Regions from separate parts of the Takifugu rubripes genome. Here region 2 is linked to region 1. Evidence: chromatin contacts called from public Hi-C data. All regions are on one chromosome and are shown on one strand. Each heading gives the region's core, a stretch centred on a gene start, on an enhancer-like site or on the middle of the called end of the contact. The rest is flanking DNA. Distances are from core to core; before and after follow the strand shown. Region 1 holds the start of ephb1 (EPH receptor B1). Region 2 holds the start of LOC101067963 (zonadhesin-like).

Region 1 (6,359 bases), core at 196-2,695:
TTGGACTCGTAATCAGATTAAAGGGGGCACCCAGAAAGGCAGGGATAATGTGGTCAATAGCTTCTCTCTCTCTCTCTCTCTCTCTCTCTCATGCACACATTAAAGAGCAACAGATTGGAGTTCAAATCAGTGAAGATTTTAACCTTCCCATGGGGAAAACACTCCTTTTAATTAACAATTCAAACAAGAAAACCACTTTTTTTTCCCTTGAGGTAGCCATCTGACTAGGGGACCATCTTTATGTCCACCTGTTTCTCTTCTTATCTCATCTCTTAAAAGGTGAGATCCCACTTTTTTTCCCCCCTCTCGGGGAAATCTGACAACTCCCACCCGCCCTCGTGAATCGGCATTCATATTTTCTATTGCTGTCACATCACACCGGGCGCACGTCTGACCCTCAAAACATCCCTCCCTGCAAAGGCCGCAGGGCTGCATGGTTTCCATAACTGCACCAAAATGACAAAAACAAACACACAAGCTGAGGCACAAATGTTCCATTAAGGGCGTCGGAAGGGGCATTATTGTATATCACCGAGGTATGAAGATACAGAGAGCCATGGGGAGCCGCTGTTCGGTTTTATTGAGGAGGGGGTCTGCTGCTGGGACAGCTCAGGTCTATGGCCACAGCGCTGCGCACCGTCCCTCCAGGGTTCCACAGCGGAAATGAAAAACATGTTTAATCGAGGAGATATGAGCTACTTGTGGCGCTGCTGCGCGTCCACGTCCGTGTGAGAGGAAAAAAGACGCAGAAAGCCACGGGGGGACGACAGAGAGAGTGGAGCGCGAGCACAATTTAAACAAACCAAAGAATAAGCAGCTTTTTTAATGAAACAGGAACTTGCACACTGATTTCCACCCATTTTTTAGCAGAACTACTCCTGAAGGAAAGTACGAGATATGTTTTTGTTAACGGGCTGAAAAGAATCAGCAGGAGTGACGAAAGTAAATCTGAGCGCACCTGATAAAGTACTTCACGCTGTTAGTGTTTAAATAAAGTACAGTGCAAGTAACGCACAGGGTGACAGGACCAGGGGACGGGGGGACGATCTGCTGCGATCCACGTGTGTGAGATCCCTCATCTGCCCCCGACGCAGCGCTACCCGACAGAGGCGAGCATCCCCGGACGCAGGAGGAACCGTTTCCACCTCCACAAACAAGTCCGATCCGTGCGCCTTATTTACCTTCCATTGCAGAGGACACGGCGACCAGTGCGCACAGCAGCGCAAACAAATCCACTGCCATGGCAGATGGGTTGGACAGTCTCCGCGGCCGGTCCCCGAATTGCCAAGACGCACGGGCGCGCGTCAAAAAGAATCCCTCGGTTGTCAGCGCGGTACTCCAGCAGGCAGCCAGGGCGGTGAGTCACATCTCCAGCCGTAGTAAACAGTGTGTGACAATCGGCACAGGGGGAAGAACGGAGCGGAGGGGCTCCTCGGGTGCGAGAAAGGGGTGGGGGTGAGCTGGAGGAGGCGGCGGCGGTGGTGGAGGGGGGGGGGACCCGACATCGCCTGCTCTCAGCCCCATTAGAGTGCACGGGCCAATCACCGTGCGCGGAGCTGAAACTCACCAGCCAATCACCGGAACGCCGCTCCACCCACCAAGAGGTGTCAAAACACAAAACTTTTTCTTGACCTATTTGAAGGGACGCCCGCTGCACGGAAGAGAAATAGCGACCCCACATGGGTGACAGTGGCCACTGCGACCGAAAGGTTAAAGGACTCCCACGTGAATATAAATGCTCGCACAGAACGCCGACAGATTCTGCAGGATTAGAGAATTGTGTCGGCCTCCGTCGTGATGACTCTGAATATTAAAATATGCTGATCTGGTAAAACTGTGGAATGAAATCTCAATTTGAGGCTTCTGTCTGTGTTTCCTGGCTCTGTAGGCCTCATAATTCACCATCTATTTGTTATTTCAAGTGATTGAAACAATTGCTCTCCTGGTATTGTCTGAAAAGTGGAAAGAAACTATTTCTTAATGGCTTTACCACATTCAACCGCGCCTCCTAATGATGTTAAACAGGCACCACACTCCGCATGGCACTGTTACCCCCTTTTGAGCGAGCGTGTGCTCCGACAGATGGTGCACACAATAGGCTAACGGGGGTCTCAGAGGACTGGGGGCCACCTCTGCTGAGGGAGGGACAGTTGCTGCCCTGTGGGACCCAGACTGGCACCCGTCTTTGGCTGGGATGTCCCCACATGTTTCCGGGGTTGAAAAACTGGAATAGAGATATTAATCCAGAGCAGGAGGAAACCGGGTTGTACCCGAGGCCTGTGGATGACCTCATACTTCACTGCTGCTTTAACACTGGCCCAGATTTTTGGAATTCCACCCCAGTTAGAATTAGACAGAAGATTGTTTTGGTGAAAGAGCAGATTTGTAACCAAACCAAAGGGCTTCTAACGCTTCCTTAATGGATGTCCCAGTGCAGCAAAGGCCAGCAGATGAACTGGGTCAGGCGCGCCTCTTGATGAGCCTCCACCAACTTGGGAAAGCTGGTGATGAGATCATTTGTCCGTTTTAACGGGCTTCGCAAAGAGCGGCGTAGTGATGCAGCGCAGCGTGGGACCGGGCACCGGCCCCCCACACGGGCCCCGCGATGGCCTTTATTTTTTTCCATCAAGTCACTCATCATCACCTCTGACTCCACAGATCGCCTCCAAATACGGGAGCAATATGTCCTTGTTTGCTGTCCGCACCCCAGGGGAGGGGAAGGGAGGGGGAGGATATGAGGGGAAGGCAGGAACAATAGCGCTGCCGCCGTGGCACATCCTCTCCCACAACACACCGACAAAACGGCAGGATATAATAGCGCGGAGTGTGTGCGAGTGTGTGTGCAGCCGCTCGCCCACCCGGCACTCTGATAATGATCCACACAAAGCCACACAAGCACTCGCCTCCTCCAGCTCGAGTGCCTCGGCCCAATACCAATAGTGAGCCCAAACACATGGCAGAGAGCCTCTCAGCCTCCTCCCTCTGAAGCCCCTCAGGTTTCTTTTCCATGGCTCCATCGATGATCGGATTCCAAACCAGAATCAAAGAGCGGGAGGCCCCTCTGGGCGGCCGTACCCTTTGGGCTTGTGTTTGATTTAATGTTCTCCATCTTCTGACCCTTGCATGTCATGTTTGCATGTTTGACCTGTCTCCACCCTCCTTCAGACGCATGACCATGTGCTCTGACATTTACTTTTCTCCTCTCCGTTTCCTGTCTCCCGAGTCTGGTTGTTGGGAGAGAAAAAAAAGGCGCAGGCGGCTGCTCCGCACCGGGTTCAGACGTGTTCTGCGCGCCGACAACAGAGGAGCGCCTCGCCGTAAACAATGCGGGCCTTTTAAGGATGAAAAGGAAAAGTGGATTTTACGGCGAGAGCGCTGTTTGCTCAGACGTGCGCTCATTATTTAGATTTGTGATGTAGGTGTGTGTAACAGAGGAGTCGCTGATGAGACAAACACACACATGCAAAAAGAGCCAGATGATGATAATGGGTGAAAGTGAGCGAAGCAGGGCCAGACAAAAGGAAAGAGAGTTATTTTTACCCCGGACTACAAGAGCTGGAATAGTTGGCCCAGTGATGAATAAGGATGCATGAAAATGAAATGCCTGAGTCAATACAGAGACAGTGCAGGGACACGGGTGACAGAGGAGTGCAGCGTTGCACCTACCCGGGGGGGATAGACTGGTTATTAGGCTGAGCTTTAGCTTCATCCATCTTCAGGAGCCTGGGCGCCAGCCGCTGACAACCCGAGCGCCTAGCCAAGGCTGAATACAGATGTGTTCCGGACCCTGCGTTTTCCAAAAAGAGGGCCATCCCAGCCATGGTCACACATTCTGGGGCACGGCCCGAGAGACGCGACAGGAAATGGGCTCGTCGCGCGTCGGGGTTTTGCGGGGCGTGCGCCAAACCTGCGCCAGCTAGCAGCGTTGGCTAATGGGTTTGGCTTTCAGCGGTTCATCCCAGTTTCAGATTTCCCAGCACCGGATCACAGCCATCTGGGACTATCCCAAAATAAACCGAATAACACTCGCTGATGCTATCCTTTTTAGCACCTTAGTGTAAGCCTAACGACGTTTCCTTCCGCCTGTATGCACGTACATTATAGTTTGCGTTGCTATGTATTGGAGAGCTCCAGGAATGGCGCTCCAGCGGTAGTGGTACTCCCTTATGGAAGACCGCTGGGCTGAAGCACCGCCCGCACGTGCTCCCTCCCAACATATCCAGCACAACCGCGACGGCAAGATTGCAACAATCTTAGCAGAAGCACCGCAGGATTTAACCAGACATGGTTTTATGCATCTATAAGGTCTTTTAAAGAGTAGAAGGAGTCCCGGGAGTGGAACAGCTCTCCGACAGTGGGTCAGACGGGGAAGCGGGCCACGAGCTAAATACGGCACCCTCATTAATCTGCCAGCCAGGCCGAGACTGATGGTACCTGTCTCCTTCTATCAGCACACGGACACTTCAGAGACATCCACTGCCCTTCTGTGACGGAGAGCCGCTCGCACCGAGACAAATCTCCAAAAACAGCAGAGGGAACCGGGGCGCAGATGTGACAATACCTGGACGCAAACACGGGCCATTTATTAAACACCTGTGTGTTTTCCAAGCAGGATATTCAGAGGAAAAGAGGGATTAGGCTGTCTTCCCGGCGTCTTCGCTGCGGCCGGGGCGGTATTTGTTTCTAGTGCCGCTGTTTGATTAATAAGTCGTTAGTTCACATTCATCCCTTTCGAGATCTGAGAACCCTTGTTGTCGTTAATCAAGGCAGCACAATGAGGAGCTTCTGCTCGGCGCTGAATGAATAAGAGCATCATTACAGCCTTCTTCATCAAGTGCGCGCGAGAGCAGACGGGGGGGGGGGGGAAGGGGGGCTGACTGGGAGTGTGTGCGTGAGGGGCTGCGCTCCTACTCGCCTCTGCTGCTTAGCATATCCTCCGCGCGTGGGTGCGCTATCCTGGCGCCCGCTCTCAAACCTGCTCGAGTGCGCCGTGGAAGGGCGGATGACAGATCGCTGCACCTCCTCCTCGGTCCGTCCGCGCTCTGTCAGCCGCCACGGCCGGCCTGCTAGCGGCGGGTAGCTAATCCGCGTCTGACCGAATCGCGCCTGAAGATCGGGACGAGGCCTTTTTGGGGACTCTAATCACAAACAGGGTTAATGGGGATCCGCAGGGTTCACCTGTTTAGCAAGTCGAGCAGCTCCCCATCATCAGTTTGGCCTCCAGCCCCCCCCCCCCCCATCTATTCATTTATGCGTCGACCTTTTCCGCAAGAGGTGCCTTGACAACAACAACATTTGACACATGGTAAATTGTTTTTTGGTTTTTTTCCACATCCTTGTATAAGCTATTATGGGTAAATTAACTGAAGAGGCTCACGGAGAAGTTTCCCGCCTACGGAAGCGGCATTCGAGGGTGGACTCGTTAATGAGGAAAAACAAAACCGTCCTGACAGCTCATCACTTCACGTCAGCTCGCAGTGACGGCCAATCCCACTCGTTTCCCGCGCGGTTGTTTGTTTTCGCGGGGACACCATCAAAATGCCCCCTCTCCCCCTTCCTCGACGGCCCCTGACAGACAGTCCAGCATAATCTATCAACCTCGGCCAGGGCCCCGGTGAGGGACGACGTCTCACACACGCACACACACACACACACCCCGACATCTCTGAGTCTGTCATGCTAAATGGGATAAACTTCAGATGTTGCGGGGAGAAAAAACGGAGGTCAAATCAATCGACGCTCAGTCTGCGACACACTGATCTCCTGTCAGGGGCCGACCTCCGACGCTCCACAGATGCCTCTGAATACAAAGATGGCAGCATTTTCCTCGGGCTTGATCAGGCTGGAGAGAGAGAGAGTGGAAGAATGCGAGCCCCCCCTCTGACTGATGAACTCACTAATGGACTGAAATGTTTAATCACATAATCATTCCAACAGGGAGGAGGCTGAAACTGATGAGAAAATCAGAGCATGAATCATATTAAAGCGTGAAAGGACGCAACTTTGTTAATGGCGTGATATTACATTCGATCATGTATTAAGCATTAACGTGTGTAATATTTCACACAGAATGGATTTTCTCCAGGACTGGCGTCGAATTCTGTCAGGGCCAGAGGTTTGTTGTTGATGACCGCTAATTCGTAAATTAAAATTCTGGCCCGTGTGCAGTCATTTCGGCAGCTAACAGATGATGTCATCAGCAATTAATTCATCCGCTGGGCGGCCCAGTGGTCCAAACTGCCGGGTCGCAGCAGGAAGCTCTTAAAATCATAAGGGTGACTGGAGACTCTAAATTGCCCTTAAGTGTGAGTGAATGGTGCATGTGTGTGTGTGTGTGTGTGTGCGTGTTTGTGCGTTCT
Region 2 (7,021 bases), core at 1,634-4,133, 200 kb before region 1:
CAAATTGTTCTGGACCAAGTACACGTGGAGGCCCATCGTATCGGCTGAGCCGTACATGTGATACCAGAACTGCAGACACTTTGGCCCTGAGTTAGAACACTCGGCGCTGATCAGACGAGCCGTGTCCCCATGTGTCACGCTGCTGGCCTCGATGTAAAGATACCGACCACCTAAAAAGCACTGAAATGATTCACACTGTCTTCTTTCAACAACAACACAGGTGTTACCCATAATCATGAATCTTGTGTTCACAGATATTTGTGCGTAAAGGGAACGAGCGTGTTACCCCCTGTGTGGTCAGCAGAGGGCCCCGTCATGGGGGTGGGGGTTGAACCGCTTTGCCACGTCCAGTCAAAAGCATCTGTGACCGTCTGACTCCAGCTACAGAGGTGTCTGTCAAAGTTACATTCAGCGTTGCACACTGGAAGAAAAGGATTTGTGAAATCAGCATCTGGCACAGCCTCGTTAACCTGTATTTAAGCCCATGTATAGGATGATTAGGGTTGACCCTGAAATTAACGTCTAACTACAATTAGGCCTCCTGTTGTTGAGTCAGTGGTCCAGAAAATCCGGTTTCCTGTGCACTCACCTAGTCGTGAAGGTGGCACATCCGCAGGTGTAGTAGGAAGCCAACTTTCAACTGCCATGGCTGGAAAACCTCCGAGATGAAGTGAGCGATAAACTGTTATAATCAGAGTAATCGGAAGTAACTTGCGAATATTGTGAGTTGGAGATAAAAATCACCTGTGCATGAGCCAGCGTGGATTGAAATGTCATCAATGGCGACATCCGATTCAGCATTAGAGCCTCGAATAGCTTCCACGATGATCTGGAGGATGAATAAATGGACGTCTGATCAGCATAACTGTATCGTAAGCATAATAATTTAACCGTCAGTTAAAAAAATAACTTAATAACATTTACTTTAAATGGAGCTGTCGCACCGATGTCGATTTGTGCCTGATGCCACATTGGGCCGCGGTTGTTCTTGGCCGACCAGACTTTGGTGGCTCTGTTGTCTTTGAGGAGGTAGATGTTGAGCGCCATCGCAGTCGCCGAACCGAACATGTGGTACCAGAATTCCAAGCAGAGCGGTCCGTTATACAGGCACGATGAGCTCAGGAGGCGGGCTGAATCTCCATGGGTTACGCTGTTTCCCTCAATGTACATGTAGAAACCAGCTGCAGAGACATATATCAAGATAAACTCGGAAAACGCTGACGCAGCACTTGTCACGTTCTAACGCTGAGAACTACCTCCGGTGGTGTGGTCCTGGTCCGGGCCGGTTAGGTCTGATGGCGTGGGTCCGGAATGTCTCGTCCAATCGAAACTGTCCTGAATAAGCTGCTCCCACCCACACAGATCGTTTTCAAAGTTGCAGTTTACGGGACAGACTGTGAAAAAGCAAATCACCACAAGAAGGATTTGATCAGAAGCCAATCGAGATGAATGAAGACCGGAGATGTGTACATCTGTAAAATGATGTCAGTCAATCCCAAACCCAGCATCGGCTGGCTTTGGGATCCATGCTGTCTCTTTCGAGGATGGACAGAATCAATGAGGAGGCAAATATCGGGTATGTATACATGAGATCATCTATAGTTTCACCGTTCTGGGCTCAAAAGGTGAAAAAAACACTTATAACGTGCACAGTAAAGCTCGCTGAATGAGCGGAACCCAGCAGAGACACACGTCCAGGTCTCTCGTCCAGGTCTTTAGGCCTTTTCCTGGCAGCCTAAGCTGTTGTGTAATCAGCGCAATAAAAAGCAGCAGATAAGAAGTGAAAGTGAGAGATAACCAAATGACTTAATCTAATTTCATACGCTAATGCATCACCCAATGTTATCTCGGTATCAGTGCCACAGGTTCATGCCGCGCATCCTCTCACCGATTAAGTTGGACCTCCCTTAATCTCACCATCGTCGCTATCTGCCAATTGGGACACTCCGTGCCAGCAAACTGGCTCTGCAGGACTTCAGGGATTCACACAGGCTGTGTTAGCATTAGCCATCTGTTCTTCATTAGATATCATTCAAAGGACCCCTCTCTTGCCTTTATTACTGTGATAAAACGTGGTGGACAACCCCCGCAGCACAATCACCATAAAATCCAAGTAGCTGTTTGCACTATCTTGTGATCAGCTTGGAGCTTAAGTGCAGACACTCCACAGTGATTACCTCTGGGAGAAAGGCACGCGATAAAACAATTATTAGCCAGCTTCACATCAATTAGCGACAGGCAGAGGAACAGTTGAAACTGGCCTGTAGATTAAAACAGAACTGTGGAGCATTGTTCCAGGTCAGCTCTTAAAGGCCCTGCCATTTAAAGGTCACCTCATCTTATCTAGAGTGAGTAAACTCAGGCCCCAGGAACCAGTTCCAGGGCGGTTTGTATAGCCTTTACCTAAAGAAACAGGTGGCAGACTCCCCATCCAGTCGCACGCTTCGCCACTGCGACACCGCAAACATATTAAACAAGGGGGCCAAACGACAAGCATGTCCTCTGGCTCTCTTGAAACACGGCGTTTATTGCGACAAATTTGAGTCCGTACAGTGAATGACGCCGAGCCACATCGCGTTTTTTCCTACCTGAGTCTTTCAGTGATGGATGAACGTCTTCGGCCCTGAGAAACAAAACATGTGCTTTGATCATTAACGGGTTTCTGCGGTCTTATGAGCTGAAATGATGTTGACTCTCACCTGCACCGACTCCCTGTCAGGGTTAGAACGAGCAGAGCCGCTGTGGCCGCCAAACCTCCGCGGAGTCCTGCGAGCATGGCTGATCTTTCCTTCTTTCCTTGTTAATAATCTCTCTCACCGTCGCCGCAGGTTCGCTTCTCTACTGCGGAGGATTCGGCCCTCTTTTGTCGTCCTCTGGGGGGATGCTTTACGCATTTATAGGCTCACCATCTAACCGGGTAACCGCGACAGTGGGCGGAGAGAGGGAAAATTGGGCTGGACCGGGTCTGGGGTGTAAAAATGTGCAAGTGATGACAGTAACTAATGCAGTTGCAGGGAGCAGCGAGAGGCAGAGCCAGGGTTTAGCATCAGGTTATGAAGGAAACATGCTAAGATACAGATGTACATCAAAAAAGATGTCATAAAACAGAGTTTCAGCTGAGCCCTTACTTAATATTTGTCATATTTCTGTCTCACATGTTGATTCTTCATACAATCTCCCCATCAGCCTCAGAACATTCTCTCATTGATATTGGCCTCTTTGGCGGCGTCGCTAACATGCAATAAAGGTCTGAGCAGCTAATCCAGTATCTTGCTGTGGGCTGATTAGATAAAAATATATTACAAATATGAGTTACATCATTAGTTAATGTATGAAGAAGAACATTCCCTTCTGGACTGTTCCACCAATCACCGTGGTCCCAGCGGAGGGGGCAGCAGTTGTTGGAGGGAATATCAAAGCTCCAGGTTGTCTGAGAGAAGAACTAAGTGTTCTAGGAGCAGATGTAGTCCTTCCTGTAGTTTTATGGATAAAGCATGAAAAGTAAATGAATTAATCAATAAATTAAAAGAACACAAAGAGTTGATTAAACCATTTGTTCGACACCCCCATGCTGAAGAACCTTTATCAGTATATCATTATATCATGTCCTGGTGGTCTCGAGGCTGACCAATCAGAGCTGCTCTCTCCGACCCACCGTCCAATCAGAGGCTCACAAATCTCGCCCCTCCTAAAATGTTGGCTTCTGCCAGTCAAGGCCTTTATTTTTGCCTTTGAAAAGGCACTATTATTACCTGGCCTAGCAACAGACCGCAGATTTCGACTCGTCAGACTTCGGCGCCTTGTGCAAACCACGCCGGCGTTGCGCAAACGAGCGCCTGACATTTTGACCCTGATACTGTAAACACTGGCTTTGAGTAGAGCCTTTCAGAGCGTGCACGCTGGATCTCAAGCACATACACTTTTACACTTGATGACCATTTCGACAATTCTTCTTCTTATCCGCTTATTGTAACCTTACTGTAGCTCGTCGGTATGTGTCAACAAAGACGGGGCCCGAGCAAACCGACCATAACGAGGTGCGAGAGGAGCTCCAAAGTACTAAATAGTATGCTAATAATTTGAACACCAGAGAAACTCTGTTATCTGCGGAGATTAGGGCCTGATGTCTTGACCTTTTTATCTGTGTCTGTTTCGGTGGTGTAAGGTGTATGGAAAATATCGCAGGTGTAAAGTTACTCATAAACTGGTCCCACAGGTGTGTTCAAACATGCTGTAGGAGGATTTTACCTGCCAAAAAGTGGCTGATGATCCACTTCTGACTGGTTAATGAAGACTTAAATGCTGTGAAGCTTTCCATAATCTGGTCTGTTCCACACTTATGTATTAATCCATTGGCGTAAGACGCACATTCAGGAATTACTTTTGCTCGCCCTTCCGCCGGGCAGCAATTAAAAAGACCCATTAATGATCAACTTTGTCCAGAGGAAGCGGGAGAATGAGCAACAAAGGGCTGAGGAAAAAGCAATTTGCTGGGCGCTTTTGCAAGGATCGCTGCTGACGCCACATGACCGGATCCATGCCCAGCAGTTAATAAGCTGCTGTTTGCTTTCTGAAACTCCCGTTGGCTCCTTTCACCTACCCGGCCGCGGGGACACCTGAGCAAACGCGGGCAGCAGAGGAATGTGGGTTTGAAAAAAAAACCCCGACCTTATCTTTTAATTTTTTTTTCTTACAAAGGCCCACTGTTGTGACCCACTTGCCTACAGAATCAATATTCCTCTCGGATATCAGCTAAAGCAGAGCCGTGTGCTGTGATCCATGTTTCATTCGTTCTGCAGCACCTCCCGCCAGTGTCATCCCATCAGATCGTTAGTGGGAATAATGACGACGATGGTGATGAGGAGGTTGCTGTTTGTCTGCACATCCGAAGCCGGAACCGATGTCCTCAGCAGGCTCAGCAGAAGGACAACCAGGAAGAAGCAGTTCCATTGGTTTGGTGAAGGAGAACTTCAGGTACTTCAGCAGTCAACTGAACTTTGGTGACATGAATTTATGTGCACGCGCTCCATCGTGTGCACAATATTGTGGAGAGCATCTCATCCGTCCACAATGAAGATAAATCAGCTCTTCATTCCCGTGAGGTTGGACAGATGGAGACAAAATGGGAGCAGAAGCAAACACACCAACTCCACACGACATGAGGGAATATACACATTTTAAATCATAGGCTTTAAAATTTTTTTAAAAATAAACACAATTACTGGCAGTAAAGAAAGACGATGTGGCTTTATTGAATACAAAGCAGAATAGGTAAAGGGTGAAATAGAATCTTTTAATTATTCTACAATAAAACAAGTCTATCAAAACAAATTAGGGCCTGCTGCGTAGCATCTGCTTAATATTCATTGAATTTTCTGCACTGGATTTCTTAATTTCACAGCCAAGAGTCAAACTTGTTAACATTTTATCCTCTCAGCACAACAGTGAACAAGCTGCTATGTAGACATAAACAAGGTCTGTCGCATTCCAACTGTTATTGTCAGATTCATGCTGTTCAAACGGTATGTTCTAGTTTTGTTCTCCTTGTCATGTGACTTCCTGCCCTTCCTCTCTGTCCCTTCTTCCCGTTATGGTCCAGTGGAAAGTTTCCTCACTCTTGTGCATCGTTTTTTCTCCTTCTTCTGCACAGTTGCCTAACAGGTCATTTAATGAGTACAGGTGCTGCCCGTTCTGCTCAGGTAGGCTGGATTAATACTCTGTGTCACAGCCTTTTGTCAACAATCCTCCAAATATACTAGAACCAGAGAGTGCGATGTGCTGGAACCCTTTATCATGACTTAGGTAAGATAAATGCTTTATAAAATAAAAAAAATCCTCAGCTTTCTTTAATTTCTTTCATGAGTAATTAATTTTTATTTATTTTTTTTTGGGGGGGGGGGGGGGTGGTTGGTTATTCACTCTTTTCAAGCAGCTCTGTTGTTAACAGTTGTTTCATGCCGGTGGAGCAAAACCTTGGCGCCATCCGACCGTTCCGCCGGCAGGTGGCGCTCATTCTCCTCCTGAAAAACAAACCCAGGGCGCCACGTTTTTGCAGGTGCTCTACAAAACACGAGATTTTTCTTTTCCTTTCATGTGTAACCAGATCTAAAATATTTATATTTACCAGCACAGTGACGTCACACTTGGAGGTAAATGGCGCTTCGAGAAGTGACCCGGAAAACGATCAAATACATGTGAATTCAATTTCAGCAACAGCTGATCTCTGTCTCCAACGCAAGATAATTGCAATTTGTGAGATGCGATAAGAAATTATTAATTTTTTTTCTCCGTTGGAGGTTCAGCGATTGACTCGCTGATGAACTGGTGTAAAACCACAATAGTGGTGCAGCCAGTGGCCCAGTGGCCCATCTCCCCTCAATTAACTCCAGACTGCTCTCCATTACACGCTACAATGGAATGAGATGCAATTTCATCACCTCACACAGTCACATCGGTGATACTAATTGTTTTTCTCTTCATTTTCGTCGTTGCGGGGCGAGGGGGAAGGGAAGGGTCGGGGGTGGGCTTTTCTGCGTTAACAGAGGTGGGGAATTAGTCAGCACAACCTTAGAAGGGCAGGGACTCGAAAAACTCGCAGACATTTAATTCTAAATCAAGCTAAAAGGTCAAGGAAGACGCGGAGAGGTAAACAGAGAGTGGCTGGAGTAAGTGACTGGTGTCAGGGGAAGAAAACACAGTCCCACTTTTTAGCAGTAAAAACCCTGAAAATCAATCCCGGCATACAAGGGTAGCAGATTAAAGAACTGCTGTCGTGTCCAAGCAAGCTCATAAAGATGGAAAAACGTCTTTCTGGACATGAGTTATGAGGGCCTGTGTGATCAAATTAAGACAATAACTCATTTAAACACAGTCTTTTTTTTGCTGCCGCAGGTGTCCGTCAGTCAAAGTCACGAAAACAAAAGGCACATTTTCGAGGGCGTAGAGGAGTAACAAAAGCTTTATCATGGTGTTGTCATTCAACAGCTGCCAACGAGGACGGGACGTGCTGTGTTGTTCATTT

The links. Hi-C and Micro-C count contacts between places; a contact is called where the count stands out from the background.
Region 2: a Hi-C map of muscle shows a contact between it and region 1, with 3 times the contacts expected there. The contact joins the promoter of LOC101067963 here to the promoter of ephb1 in region 1. A contact is called at or near these places in 2 of 2 Hi-C or Micro-C datasets (muscle and an unstated tissue).

Annotation. Positions count from the first base shown.
Region 1 is chr22:9,520,293-9,526,651 of fTakRub1.2, reverse strand. It overlaps ephb1 (EPH receptor B1), which reads right to left and starts at 1,445. Exons shown (of 17, transcript XM_029831094.1): 1 at 1,182-1,445. The coding sequence starts at 1,242.
Region 2 is chr22:9,723,630-9,730,650 of fTakRub1.2, reverse strand. It overlaps LOC101067963 (zonadhesin-like), which reads right to left and starts at 2,883. Exons shown (of 16, transcript XM_029831143.1): 1 at 2,700-2,883; 2 at 2,589-2,623; 3 at 1,257-1,394; 4 at 925-1,181; 5 at 745-829; 6 at 590-658; 7 at 287-421; 8 at 1-170. The coding sequence starts at 2,776. It overlaps LOC115248005 (a long non-coding RNA gene), which reads left to right and starts at 5,238. Exons shown (of 4, transcript XR_003887039.1): 1 at 5,238-5,802; 2 at 5,948-6,055.